Regions from separate parts of the Mus musculus genome. Here regions 2, 3 and 4 are each linked to region 1. Evidence: chromatin contacts called from public HiChIP or PLAC-seq and promoter capture Hi-C data. All regions are on one chromosome and are shown on one strand. Each heading gives the region's core, a stretch centred on a gene start, on an enhancer-like site or on the middle of the called end of the contact. The rest is flanking DNA. Distances are from core to core; before and after follow the strand shown.

Region 1 (3,309 bases), core at 244-2,743:
AAGACCAGAGACAATTCACTTTCCTCCATGTCCCCTCACTTCCTCCCTGGGAGTCTTGTGCTATCTAGCCCAACCTTGTCTGTTTTCTCTGTTGAAAATGATTTACACGATCCCCCACTCTCTTCTCTTTTTGCTGAGGCTTTCAATCTGCTGTATCTTAGAGCAGCAAAAGGAGAAGGAGTTGAGATCTCAACCTTTGAAACCTCTTGATACTTGCTGAGTAGGGTGAGCAAGGGGCAGGCGGGAAGGGAGACCGTTCATTGTCTGGACTTTACCCTATCCGGAAGAGCCGTTCTAGATAGCTTAGCCAACCCCATTCCTAAAGGGCTTAACTTTTTTATTTTCTTGAAAAGTCCAAGTTTTTTAGTGTTTTTCTTAAAAAAATGAGTGAAGCCAAATTTGCGTAATTAGTGGTCAGATTGGGGAATTTAGTTTGTCTTATTGAGACAGAATTTCACTTTGGACCTCTGGCTAGCCTTAAACTCAAGGAGATCTGCCTGCCTCTGCATCCCAAGTGCTCGGATTAAAGATGTGTGTGCCACCAGGCCCTTTGGAATTTTATTTTTTAGACTCATTTTAAAATCAAATCATTTTGTATAGACTATGTAAAAAAAAACTTTAGTTTTTCAGCATGGTCTATAATATTGTTTCATGGTTGTTTTGTTGTTGTTGTTTTCTTCAAAGCACTTTACAGTTAGAAATAGACACAGTTCTTGAGGTGGAGCAACTGTTTTGAATTACATTCTTCAAGGAAATGGGGGTGCAATGTTAATATTCTTAACCATTACCATTCTTAGCATCAACACGTCTGTTTCATGATCGGTGAGGGGCTCACGACCTCCTGTCTGAAGTTCAAATAATTTGTGATAAAATATTAGGGGTCATGGGGCAGGCCAGAATCCTCCTTATCCTGCTTCGGAAAAACGTTGCAACTACCCCATATTCTTCATAATTTTATTTAGCTTTCATGACAGTCCCTAAAAGAAACTCTTCAGCTTAAAGTTCTTCCACATTGCCCCCCCCCACACACACCAAAACCACCCCCTATTTCATGAAACAGCTTGATGGCAATATCTCTGCAGCTTTCTCGACCTTGTCCTCAAATGATCCACACCTAAACATCTTAGTACACTGGCCAGTGTGTTTCTGAAGGCATTAGAAGCCCGCAGAACCGTGTGCCCTTATAGAGTTCACAAATGCTGTGCGACCTGAGATGAAGCCTTGGCTAGTGACTTCCCCCTGCGGCCCACCCTTCCCTTGCTCCCACTATGAAAAGAAAAGAAAATGTTTTAAGCCCCTTCCTCCGTGATCTTTGGGGGTAGGGGGTACTAATAATTAAATAGAAGAAGAGGGAGGAGATGCGGCTTAAGGATGGAGGAGGTGGGGGGCGGAGCCTCGGTCCGCAAATAAACGCCGCAGCCGAAAGGGAAGCACATTCGCGAGCGCAGCAGCCACCCTGCCCTCACAGATGGAGCGATCTGCGGAGTGAGCACGGAGCTCGGAGCCGACAAGGGCGAGAAGGAAGGGGCGACCGCAGCAGGTGGAAACCTGATCCAGAGCCGGCGAGCAAGAAAGTACCTGAGCACGGCTCCTCCTCCGCTCCCTCAGCTAAGAAGAACTACTTTTACCCTCATCGTAGAAGAGACTTAAGGGAAGGTGGAGGCGATCTGTTTCATTAGGAGGGCTGCAGGGAAATCCTGACCAGAGCAAGCCGCCGCCCGGTACACCGAGCAGAGCGATCCTGGGCTTCTGAAGATAAACGCTTTCCGGAGAATTCCAGCTGGAGTCGCTGGTACAGTTCTATTTTTGTATTTATATATATATATATTCTTTGCCTTCCATTTAAAAACACGGCCCTTGTTTGTTAGGCAGTGACACGTGTGACTCTCATTTGCTGTCACTTTTAGAGGGTAGGAGCGCACTCTGTTTTCGGAAAAGGGCGTTCTAATTGGAAACTCTGTTTTTCCACATATCTATACGTTTACACGCACGAGCGTTTAGAAAAAGACTGCTCTTTTTCGCTTTGGGTGGTCGGAACCCTACGGAGAAAGATGGAAAAGGGAGCCCGCCAGCGAAACAACACCGCGAAGAACCACCCGGGTTCTGACACCAGCCCTGAGGCCGAGGCTAGCTCGGGAGGGGGCGGAGTAGCCCTGAAGAAAGAGATCGGATTGGTCAGCGCCTGTGGTATCATTGTAGGTGAGTCCAGGTCCTTTGCGGCCCCCGGCGCCATCCCACCCTCTCTCCGGGGGTCCTTCGAGGGACTTTAACCCCGCCAAAGCCTCAAAGGCAGCTTTGCTTTGTCTGTGACTTGTGTTGTCCAACTGCACCGGTCAAGTCGGAGCTATGGAAGTGATGTCTGTCATACATCGCTTCAGCCAAGCCAGGCTGAGCTGTTCTCTCCTTAGAATAGAACAAACAAGAGTCAGGAACCATACAGGCTCTGCGTCCCAAGTATTGCCTGGGAATTTATTAGAAGTGTAACAAATTCTTTCCGGCTTGTCACTAGGCAGTTCTGATCCAGGAGAGCCTAATTCGGGCTGACACATGGATTTTTAACTAGCTTCTGTGCAGCCACCCTCTGCAGGCTGTGAATCTGTGTTTGAAGCATATTTAGTATTATGTTGTCTTATGTTATGAAGCACTGTGGTGTGTAATGCCTCGAATAGTAAAAAAACAGTAATAAAAATGCTTTATAATCATGGTTCTTCATAGGCTGGCCCATCCTATGAAGCACTTGTGAAACAGATGTGACAGCCGAGCTGTCTCAGATGAGGAAAATATGGAAGGGAGAACCAGCTGACTTGACTGTGTTCTTGAAATGGAGTTTTCCAGGTTTTTTTGTTTTTGTTTTTTTGTTTTTTGTTTTTTTCTGGTTACCTAGTTGGGGGCGCCTGTCTGTTAACACCCACAGAAGACCCTGTGAGGTTCTTAGCGGGAACTGGGAGGTGGTAGATTGTGGGGTACAGGAGGAATTCATGGGTGAAATGTGTGCTCTGGCTTGGAAGCTCTTTAGGAGAGGAGCTGGGTGATCCAGAGAGAACCAGTATAGGTCTCGCTTCCCAAGAGCACATGTGCAAGGCTCGGGCTTCCAGAGACAACTCCCTTGCCTACGTAGGACACTCTTGTCTTTGCAAGGAAGCCCTGCAAATGGGTGCTGGGCTGTGGCTCATCACTGCCCTCTCTCCCAAAGGGGGCTTTGGTCTGCTATCTTTGGTGGAGGGCTTTGTCCCAGGGAAAGTACGACAAGACTCTCAGTCTCAGACGCGTCTCCGTGTTCTCTCTCTCCGGAGTTCCTTGGTGAAGGTA
Region 2 (3,309 bases), core at 416-2,915, 930 kb before region 1:
GCATAGTGGGAAAAGAGGGTGACTGGTTAAAAGAAGAAGAGTGTAGCAAAACCAGGCACTTTCCTGCTTCACTGGAATCTGCCGGGCACACGTGTGCTCACATGCCCCGCCCCTTGAAGCCACTCCTCTTCTTGTATCCTAAGTGATACACAAACAGTCCCCAAGTGAAGCCCTTTGGCTGACCCGCCACACACCTGCCTTGAATTTTGGTCTTCATTGCTATGTGTTAGAAGTCTGCTAGGTTCCAAGGCTTGCCAGCTGAACAGGGAAAAACTCACACCATGCTTACTGTCAGCCTTCTTCTGTAATCCCAGCACTTGGGAGGTTAAAGCAGGAGAGTTACTGTGAGCTCAAAGTCTGCCTGGGCTATATGTGAGATCATTTCAAAACAAACAAAAAACAAAAACAAACAAAAAAACCAAACAACCAATCAGTGTATATGTAGATCCTGGAGCTGTTCCTACTTCCCTGGATACCTTTGTACAGGATACATTTCCAAACAGATTGCTGCCTAGGATGCTGCTTTGTGTCTGTCTTTCTTTTCTTTTCTTTTCTTTTCTTTTCTTTTCTTTTCTTTTTCTTTCTTTTTTTTTTTTTTTTTTTGCCAATGCTATTTTCACTATCTTTGATGGTGGCCCATGGAGCGGAGTGAAGAGGTCCTAGTTGTCGGTGCGGTGCCTCGGACAGGGCCAGAGAGAGCCTCCCTAAAGCTGTCTGGCTCCTCTCTGCCTTGGGGCAGTTTTAATGACATCTCTGACGGTTCACCCAGAGCCAGGGCAGGAGCTGGAAAGGACAGAGAGTGTGTTCCTGGAGCCGGTTGGTCTGGATTCTCAAGAAGAATTCCAGGCTGCAAATGAGGGGAAATGCTTACCTCCAGCTGATGAGACACTCTCAGTGAAAGAAGGGAATACCAGGTAGCCTGGGGAGGAGGCTCCTGTCCACCCAGACCTGAAAGCAAGCCAAGACCTAAGCCTTCCCGAGACTTTCAAGCTGGGAGGATCTCGAACTTAGAAGAAACAGAGATAGCCCACTCATTCTGGGGGCTGTGGAACAGCTGAAAGAGAGACAGAAGGGTGCAGTATGCTGAGGGGCATGAGAAGACCTGGTAGAGCTGGCTGGTCAGGGACTGACAGGTGGAGCCAGTTTGAGGGCCTGGCCGCTGATGTCATCTGTCTGCAGCCTGAGGTACTGGGACCTTCCTAGGCAAAAGAAGTTCCAGTCCCAGGGACCAGTTTCACAGGGCCAAGCCCGGTGGGTGCTACAAGAGAGCTTAGCAGCAGGGCCCTCTGAGAGCAAAAGGAGGCATCTCCAGCTAGGGAACAGATCTGCCCTGCAGGCCTGAGTGGAAGAGCCCTTCTCTTTGCTCTCTGAACACCTAGTGTGGTAAGAATCAAGTTGGTGTGGGATCCGTCACCAAACGCCTTTCCTTTTCACTTCAGCCTCAGGTCTGACAGAACTTTGATCCGGACCCCCTCCTTAGCATGACCTCAGTTCCTAGAAAGGAGAAAGTGGGTGGAGCCAGTCTTTCCCGCCCCTACCAGAGGACAGCCCCCAGAGACTGGCCTCTTGACAGGAGGGATGAAGCAACCCTCTTCCCCTTTTCCCAGAAACTCGGCCCCGCCTCCCCTCCCCTCATAAACTGCTTACCCGGCCCGCCCTACACCTTCCACTCGCGTGGCTACGTCCAGCCTGTTGGTCCCGTCCCAAACGCCCTGACCTGCTCCACCCGGGCCCGGGACCCGGTGGTGCCATCACCAACACCGCTGCCAGGTGAGAGGCTCCAGCTTACACCTTACCTCAGTGCTGAGCCACAGCGGGCCTTCGCTGTCAAGGGACACACAGCCCAAGCCCAGAAAGGACCGATCTCCAGTGCGTACCTGCTGTGGGCTGAGACCCAATTTTCCTGGGGCCAAACTCTGCTTACGCCTGCTGTGCCATCTCCGCAGCCCTGCCTGAAGTTTGTCCAGACGTGAGGCATGTCGGGGGACTCTGACCCCTATGCCTCCTACCTGCTGTTAAATAGTCCTAGAGGCTGGACCTCTAAACTGAGAAGCCAGCGGGTGGAGAGACCGATATATACAGGGTTTGGAGGTGTTCTCTTAGGCAACTGTGCATTTCCTCAGATGGATCTTCAATGGTTTCTCCACTGGACATCTGTTTTTTAGTATGATTTGAGAGTGTCTATAGCAAGGTGGAGAGGAGGTTTTTCTCTGCAATATAAGGTGCTTCTTCTGGGTGACTGAATAGGGTCTTTGGGGCATCTCAGGGTGAGAATGTGATTATCCCAGTCACCTAGCTGGTACTGAACCAATTTCTCTGGATAGAGTTTCTGGGTGGGTGGGATGGACATCCCAGGCACAGGAGATCTGAGTGAATGAGCACCCTCTGTCTCTTCTACACAGGCACAATGGAAGGTCCTCGCTCAGACGTGGGCCGCTGGGGCAGGAGCCCCTGGCAGCCCCCTACAACACCGTCACCGGAGCCAGAGCCGGTGCCGGAGCCAGACAGACGCTCGCGCTCCCGCCGAGGAGGAGGCCGCTCCTTCTGGGCTCGTTGTTGTGGCTGCTGCTCATGTGGGAACAGAGGGGACGATGACTGGGGACCTGAACCTTCTGGCTCCAGAAGCAGAGGGACCAGCTCCCGGGGTAGGGACTCTCGGGGTGGCCGAAGACCCGAGTCTCGGGGCAGTGGTGTAAATGCAGCTGGAGATGGCACCATCCGAGGTGAGATTACACACCTTAACCTAGAGCTGAGCCTTTATGGAACCTAAGGTTTATCCTGGCATCTCTAAGGGGGCTTCTGAGACTTCTGAGGAGGGACTGGGCTCTTCGTGAACTCTTCACTGACCCATGGATGTGGTTTCACAGAGGGAATGCTGGTTGTGACTGGTGTGGATCTGCTGTGCTCACGATCAGACCAGAACCGCCGAGAGCACCACACGGATGAGTTTGAATATGATGAGCTGATTGTGCGCCGTGGGCAGCCCTTCCACATGATCCTTTTCTTGAACCGGGAATATGAGTCCTCTGATCGCATTGCCCTTGAGCTCCTCATTGGTGAGTGGGACCTGGAATGGGAAGGGTAAAGCCCCTAGACTTGAAGGGCTGGTGTTAGGTTAGAGAGGTCTTTAGGCTCCTCCCCGGCACTCCTCACCTCTGCCAAAAGAGGCTGGTGCCGGATTCATAGTGCTCCCCTAGTGGTGCTCTCAGAAAAGATGTGGTCCTGCAGTTTCCTCAAGCTGGCTTTCCACAAGCCTCCAGAGGCAACTGTCTTTCTCACAGTGCTGGCCCCTGTGTCTCCTTCAGCACG
Region 3 (3,309 bases), core at 260-2,759, 720 kb after region 1:
GATAATGAGAATATAGCTCATGGCACAGTGGTTAGAGCTAACGCTGTGCAATCTAACAATCTGGAATCCAAGTTCTTCTTTGAGACTTTAGCTGTTGACTCTCAGGAGAGTTTTAGCCTTTCTGAGGCTTTGGTTTGCTATCTGCCTCGTGGAGACACAGTACCTCCTCCAGCTCCCACACACTGACCCAGGGAGCAAGAACGTTAGGGAGGAAGATGTCTGGGAGGCTCTAAGCATTGTGCCTGACACATGGCTAGTACTCCCTGAAAACGAGCTGCTGGCTTTGTTTCCATGCCTAGGGCACAGAGATCTCTGCGGATTCCCGAGAAATTTTCACTCAAAGCCCCACTTAGCTGCAATGTAAACATCATTTCAGAAAAGGAAAATAAGCAAGCACAGGATTAAATCAATTACCTCCCTAAATGCCCCTTGACAATTGCTTTTTTTTTTAATGCATTTTACCTGATATTCATAATGCACATAATGTGTTAGATCAAATTTACATATCAGCTATTCTTCAGTTCCTCTGACATCTCTCTCTGCCACGTTTCCTTCAAATTTCATTCTCTTTTTCTCTCTCTCCCTCCCTCTCTTTCCCTCCCTCTCTTTGTCCCTCTCAAAATTACCCACTGAATCTACTTAGTGCTGCCAACATTGCATGGGTGGGACCATCTACTAGAACACAGTAGTATTATTTGCTTCTAAAAGTATAAAGACTGCCAAAGTTTCCAGAGACTTAGAGAATATGCTATTGAACCTGGCCTAAGATGGGAGAAACCCTTGCATGCATTCATTCTCCCCAGAAACAGACATGAAGTGGTAGTGGCTCACCCACCCATTTGCTACAAGCCGGGATGCTGTGGCCACAGCTCTGTCTTCTATTATATCTAAGTGTGATTGACCCAGTCTCATGAGCTGCCAATGGGGGAAAAGACTTGGAGTCACTGTAGTCAATCACCATTGAGAACCTATTAGAAGAACAAGGTACCATGCAGCCTCTTGAAAGGCTAAGAGTGTAGAAATGGCCATTACAGAGGAAACTCCTTCCGCTTGGCTGACTGGGGCAGGGTCTATGGCTTTACAGCAATTGGTACAGATGCTGGGTGAGGAGGCACATTCATTTTGTGTTCAGTAAAACAACTTTTATTCATGGATGTGAATTGTTATCCCCTTGGGAAAGGTGAAGGTATAGAAACAGGTTGCAGTTTCTAGGGGAATCTAATTCTCTCTCTGTCTCTGTCTCTGTCTCTGTCTCTGTCTCTCTGTGCATGTGTGTGTGTGTGAGAGAGACAGAGACAGAGAGACAAAGAGACAGACAGAGACAGAGAGAGCATAATGATGAATCAGAGCTGTGGTATCCTAGGAAGTCCTAGGTAATTACCCAGCCTGAATTTCTCCTGGAGCTTCTGGATAGTGCCAGATGTGCTCAGGCCTCTGTGCACCACCCCACAGAGCAGGCATCCAGAGCCAACCTCCTCTTCCAGGCTGTTCCTCACGTCTGGGAACACATCAAAGGAGGCTTGATATTCATAACCGCTGTGAGTCATTTTCACATAGAGCTGCAGGGAGCTGCCTGCACTGCTGCTTGCTGTATTCAACCCTTTGTAGGAGCAGCTGAGCTAAACCAATCCCCTATTATGGGCGAGAGTAGAGCCCTCCTGGGAGACCTGATTTACCCCCCACACCCCTATGCTGAATATAAAAAGCTCTTTTTTTTAAATTTGAGAAATAGTTATTAAAACATCCTCAGTCTTGGACTAGGCAACTTCAGAGCCCACAGGAACAGCTCGGCAGGTTTCTTCCACAAGGGTGTGACCACCCCAGGCCCTGTTGTTGGTGTCAATGACATCTGAAGCCTCCGGGTTTGTTTCCTTCAGAGGACAAAGAATGTCAACAAGAGTCCAACCACAGCCACAATTCTTCTCTACTGGAAAACAAGTGTTGCCAGGTCCTGCTGAGTTGGCCTATTGTTGGAAACTGTATTCTGTGTGCCATCCTTTGAGGGCTGACAGAAGCTTGGGAAGGCAAAGCTGCAAGATGGTAGGAGCTGGAAGAGGACTCAGTCATCATCTAATCCCAGGACCTCAAGTTACACATCACAGATGAGGCATGAACAGGATACAGGCTGTTTAAGGTCACTCAGACAGGCAGAGTTTTTGGCATCTGGAGTCACTCTCAAGGGACTGGAAAGCAGTGGCAGGTCACCTTGGTGTCCATGGAGGGCTAAAGAGAGGAAAGGGATGAAGACCAGGAGAGATGAGGCTGTTTCTTAGTTCCATGCCCGAGTTCCTCTGTGTGGAAAGTGACTGAATTATTTACCTCAATATCACTGTTTTAATGAATGACTCCGAGAAGTCCTGGTAACCATGGGTTTTGTGGTTAGTGGAGGACAGTCCAGTTTCTCAACAGGCCAAAGAGGGGTGCCTAGATTTGTACCCTGTTCTCAGAAACCACCCAAGGCTTTTAAATACCCTGGCTTAGAAGAACTCAATAGGGTATTGTTGTACTGGGTAAATGGTGAAAAAAAGAAAGAAGGAAAGAAAGAAAGGAAGAAAGAAAGAGAGAAGGAAAGAAAAAAGAATTATAGAAATACAGAAAAGAAGCAGCCAAGTTGTCTGGCTTCAGACCTGGGACACACCACACAGCTGTGTCTTCCAGGCTGTGTTGTTTCTGCTGCCAGCAGGAGTGGACCCCTACTTTAGTTTTGGACAGCTTAGAAAGCAAGTCCCCATATGTAGGTGCATCCTAATGCATTCTGGTCATGCGATATCTTTTCCGTCTGCTACAGAAGCAAGCACAGTTTGCTCTTTAAAATGCCCAGAGCTCCTTTTCCCATTTGGGGATTGTGGTGAAAGGTCAGACCACTGAGCTTGTCTAGTGGTAATAGGGGTTCTAGATAAATGAACCCCCAAGGTCTGCCAAGGAGATGAGAGAGCAGCAGACACCCCAGGGGAGGAACGTGACAGCAGAAAGCTACACAGGGTCTCTCACCTTTTGCTAGTAATTTGCCCTGTACCTCTATTTGGAGATGCCTTGTAATCTCCAAGTCCACACCTCTCTGTCACTCTGTCACCCCCTTTCTCTTGTTATTACCTTGTCAACAATAGTAGCCACCAACTTAAAGGACAACTGCAGCAGGATGCAGTGAGTGACTGGGTAGCTGCCTCCTGTTTAATAAACAGAGAAAGATTGTTTTGCAGCATCTCTCCATATGCTGTGGCATCTGTAACTGGCATGTAAGGGACTCATTTTCCTCACATATCTCATTAAAGATGCAAAGCAAAATGGAGGGCTTCAAGCCCGGGCTCT
Region 4 (3,309 bases), core at 375-2,874, 530 kb after region 1:
AAACTTTTCCGTATTGTTAATTCAGGTAGCTGAGAAAATCTGGAGTTCAGAATGGCTTTGTCTTAGAATGAGTATGCTTGTCTCAATAAGTGATGTCTTGCATTGATTCTGTCTTCCTAGGGAACTCCTATGAAGATGTTAATGACAAAGATCAAAGGCTAAGACACTTCTGGAAGGTGCTGGGATGATGGCACAGGAACTTCTGGAAGAATTCATTACTGGATAATTAGAAACAGCCAGTTAGCCCATTTGGCCTTAAGTTGACGACCAGAGGAATCTGTTCTACTTGTGCTGAGACAGGGAGAAGGGTTCAATTGCAGATGCATTTCATATTATGTGGAGTAGGAACCCGTCTGGTTATCCTTCCACATCCCACCCACTCTACAGTAACACAAGAGCACAGAGGCTACATTTCTAGGAGTGCAAACTTCTCTCTTGTGAATATGGATTTACCTCTTTTAACAGACTAAGGCTTTCCAAAGACACGAGTGATTCACTGGAACCTGGGCAGGGCTATTTACGTCTTATTGGATTGTGGCGCTAAGTGTTTCCGGGCTAAATACAGATAACAAGCGACAGTAGTTCAGTTGCGGGTTTAGAAATGCTGCTCAACTAGTTAGGCAGGGCAGTTGGAAGTGTCTTAAACGCTGAAATGAAGTACCGGATTCTATGCGGGTAGACTTTTTAACTGAAAGATGAGATACTAGGTTTAGAAGGTCGGGTTATTGTGAACTTGTAATGGCAGTGCAAACCAGAAGGCAGAACTTAAGTTTTCTTCAGCTAAAACGCTAAAAAGCAGTTAATTGTACTTGTTAAAACCTCAAACTTTCAATTCTTTTTCTATAAAATGATTCAGAGGATCAGGTTGAAACAAATATGCTCTTTGGAGCCATTCAAGGAATATTATAACAATACCTGTTGTACAATGTCAGTTTGCTGCTGATCCTGACCCTTCACTCTACGCACAAGTGACTATCTCTCTTTTTAGACAGTGACTGATTAACCTAAAAATTCCTACAATATAACTACAGCTATTGGACCTCCTTGGTACTCAACGAGCGTTTGTTGAATGAATGAATACCTGCTGGCTTAGGTTCTTCGTGGGGCCCAGATTCAGCCTTCCAGTTCAGGATCCTGTAGAGGTCAACCCTCTCCCGCCAGTGTAAACCGGCGCTTGGCCCGTATAAGCATAGTTCTCACTGCGGAGGAACTTGACCTGCTCTAATGATCGGTCATAGGCATCTGAAGATAGAGCTTTTAAGAGAATTAGGGCCAGGCAGGTTAAGTCCCTGGACCGCCAGCTTGGTCTCTAAGCAGATTCCCAAGCTAGACCACTGAGGGGGATCAAAGAGAGCCGGAACTCTCTGGGAAGCGTCTCTGTCCGCTGTTAAACCTCTCCCCTTGTTCCGGTCACAAATCTCGTCGCCAGAGCAACAGAGGGCGTCAACAAACGCAGGGCGGAAATAAGGCTATAGTACACGTCTCCAGAGGGGGAGATAGGCCCTGCGCAGGAGCATTAATTTATTTCCGTTTGTAGTTCTCAGTCTGGGTATGCAGCCTGTGTCTGCGCATTAATTGTGACGCACCAAGGCTGGCCTTTACGCCGGAGCCAATTGGCCCGCCGGTGTGGGCGTGGCTAGGGCCCGCTAACGCGCACGCGCGAGCCACATCGTCTGTGGTCGTCCGGTATCCGAAGTCCCCGTGTTCGTCATGTCGGCGTCTGTGGTGTCCGTCATCTCCCGGTTCCTGGAGGAGTACTTGAGCTCCACTCCGCAGCGGCTGAAGTTGCTGGACGCCTATCTCCTTTATATACTGCTGACCGGGGCGCTGCAGTTCGGCTACTGTCTCCTCGTGGGCACCTTCCCCTTCAACTCTTTCCTCTCTGGCTTCATCTCTTGTGTGGGCAGCTTCATCCTAGCGGGTAATGATTCTGTATCCTGGTCATAATGTCCCACTTTGGCGCGCAGCTTCGTCCTCACGGTACCCTTTGGTAGTTTGTAGAAGGCCGTCGTCTGTGAAGTCACGCTTACTTCTTGGGATCCAGGAAGCAGGCTCAGAAATGTCACGTTTCTAATGCCTAACAGGAGTTGAAACTGAATATGTAAAGAAATAGTCTTCTGGTGTTCGTCGCAATTAATACTTCTCTAAGGAAAAATATCCTACCTTGATGAAACTTTAACACAAATTTAAAGTTGGTAGAGCTTTAAATTAAAATGCCAAGCTGAGACATTTCTATCACTTTGGCCTAATCCCTACTTCATCTAGGAGAAGACTTTGGTGATAGTATAGGAATATAAATATTAGTGACTGCTTGTGAGGAGGCAACCCAATTGATGCTGGCTTTTTAGTTGCCCCTACTTATTTCTGTGCATAATTTATGTGCTTTTTCTCTTTACCCTCAACTCAATTTTTATTCACACAATTGTGTATTAGCTCTTCTTTCTTCTACACATTTAATAACCTTACAGACTTCCAGGTTTAATGAGGATTGCCGCCATGGATTTCATCTGAAGTCTGACTTTTCTTGCCCCATGGAACTGAGAGAATACTGGGAACAGGTTTGGCTTAGGAATGTTACTACCAAATGTATCATGGTCAGTCAGCAGTGTTTTGGGGGTTTATTAGCAATTGTTTTCCTCAGTGAATTACAGCTGGTTTGGGCAGAGACAAAATATAGCATTGGACTTGTCTGGAGACTTGATTTAGTGTCTTAACATAAACCTCACGTCACATGTACACATTCACATTGCTAGGTCAGGCCCACTGGGAACAATTTTACTTTTCAGAACTTAAATAGGCCCCAGCCGACTTGTGCCCCAGTCAGAGCTAGAGCTGCAAAGTCAGCTTATTCAGTGGTCATCATAGTGTCTTTGGTTTTTGGTCCAGTTTCTGGAGGCTACACCCTAACCATCAGGATATGTTAGCACCATTAGCCAGGTCTGACAAACCTCTCTACTGTGCCCAGTACTGTTCCCGACAGAGAACAGTAAGAGGCTGAGAACCTCTTACTTATTTAGCCTCTGGTTATGGAAGTGTAGGAACAGAGTGGGGCTAACAGCTGATTTAAGTAAGGTCTCTCCTGTTGAAGCCACCCATCTTCACAAGCCTCTGAGTTAAGTCCTGACTTACCAGAACTACATAGAAAAAAAGTGATTTGCTGGAAAGTTAGGTTAGTGCGCTCACACTCTCTCTTTCATCCCATCTGTCTTTCTTTTTTTTTTTTTTTTGGTAGATGACTTTTGCTTTTTTTTTTTTCTTTTAAAGATTTATTTACTTATGTGAGTACATTGTAGCTGTCTTCAGACATAG

Evidence for each region. Promoter capture Hi-C pulls out the DNA fragments that hold promoters and counts their contacts. HiChIP or PLAC-seq counts read pairs in DNA pulled down with a chosen protein or histone mark.
Region 2: an H3K4me3 HiChIP or PLAC-seq map of bone marrow-derived macrophages shows a contact between it and region 1, with 5 times the contacts expected there. The contact joins the promoter of Tgm1 here to the promoter of Slc7a8 in region 1. A contact is called at or near these places in 1 of 115 datasets of contacts at active chromatin or transcription factors (bone marrow-derived macrophages) and 1 of 9 other capture datasets (pancreatic islet).
Region 3: a promoter capture Hi-C map of pre-B cells shows a contact between it and region 1, with 7 times the contacts expected there. The contact joins the enhancer-like site here to the promoter of Slc7a8 in region 1. A contact is called at or near these places in 3 of 39 promoter capture datasets (the C10 cell line, pre-B cells and stem cell-derived epiblast-like cells), 1 of 15 datasets of contacts at CTCF or cohesin (large pre-B cells), 2 of 484 Hi-C or Micro-C datasets (embryonic stem cells and pre-B cells) and 1 of 115 datasets of contacts at active chromatin or transcription factors (large pre-B cells).
Region 4: an H3K27ac HiChIP or PLAC-seq map of embryonic stem cells shows a contact between it and region 1, with 5 read pairs. The contact joins the promoter of Dad1 here to the promoter of Slc7a8 in region 1. A contact is called at or near these places in 6 of 39 promoter capture datasets (hematopoietic stem and progenitor cells, hippocampal neurons, liver and 3 more), 1 of 484 Hi-C or Micro-C datasets (double positive thymocytes), 1 of 115 datasets of contacts at active chromatin or transcription factors (embryonic stem cells) and 1 of 9 other capture datasets (pancreatic islet).

Annotation. Positions count from the first base shown.
Region 1 is chr14:54,780,070-54,783,378 of GRCm38.p6, reverse strand. It overlaps Slc7a8 (solute carrier family 7 (cationic amino acid transporter, y+ system), member 8), which reads left to right and starts at 1,493. Exons shown (of 11, transcript NM_016972.2): 1 at 1,493-2,199. The coding sequence starts at 2,052. It also overlaps a transcript of Rnf212b not described here.
Region 2 is chr14:55,711,848-55,715,156 of GRCm38.p6, reverse strand. Tgm1 (transglutaminase 1, K polypeptide) reads left to right here and starts at 1,665. Exons shown (of 15, transcript NM_001161714.1): 1 at 1,665-1,770; 2 at 2,403-2,723; 3 at 2,868-3,056. The coding sequence starts at 2,408.
Region 3 is chr14:54,060,016-54,063,324 of GRCm38.p6, reverse strand. It overlaps Tcra and Tcrd. Among named protein-coding and RNA genes, the nearest start is that of Gm30275, 64 kb to the left of the region's middle. Within about 2 kb of position 1,509, at least 57 of the 459 cell types and tissues checked have an H3K27ac peak or open chromatin away from gene starts, as enhancers often do. A contact at or near this core is called in pre-B cells, where this site is marked.
Region 4 is chr14:54,252,244-54,255,552 of GRCm38.p6, reverse strand. It overlaps Dad1 (defender against cell death 1), which reads left to right and starts at 1,624. Exons shown (of 3, transcript NM_001113358.1): 1 at 1,624-1,921. The coding sequence starts at 1,711. It also overlaps a transcript of Abhd4 not described here.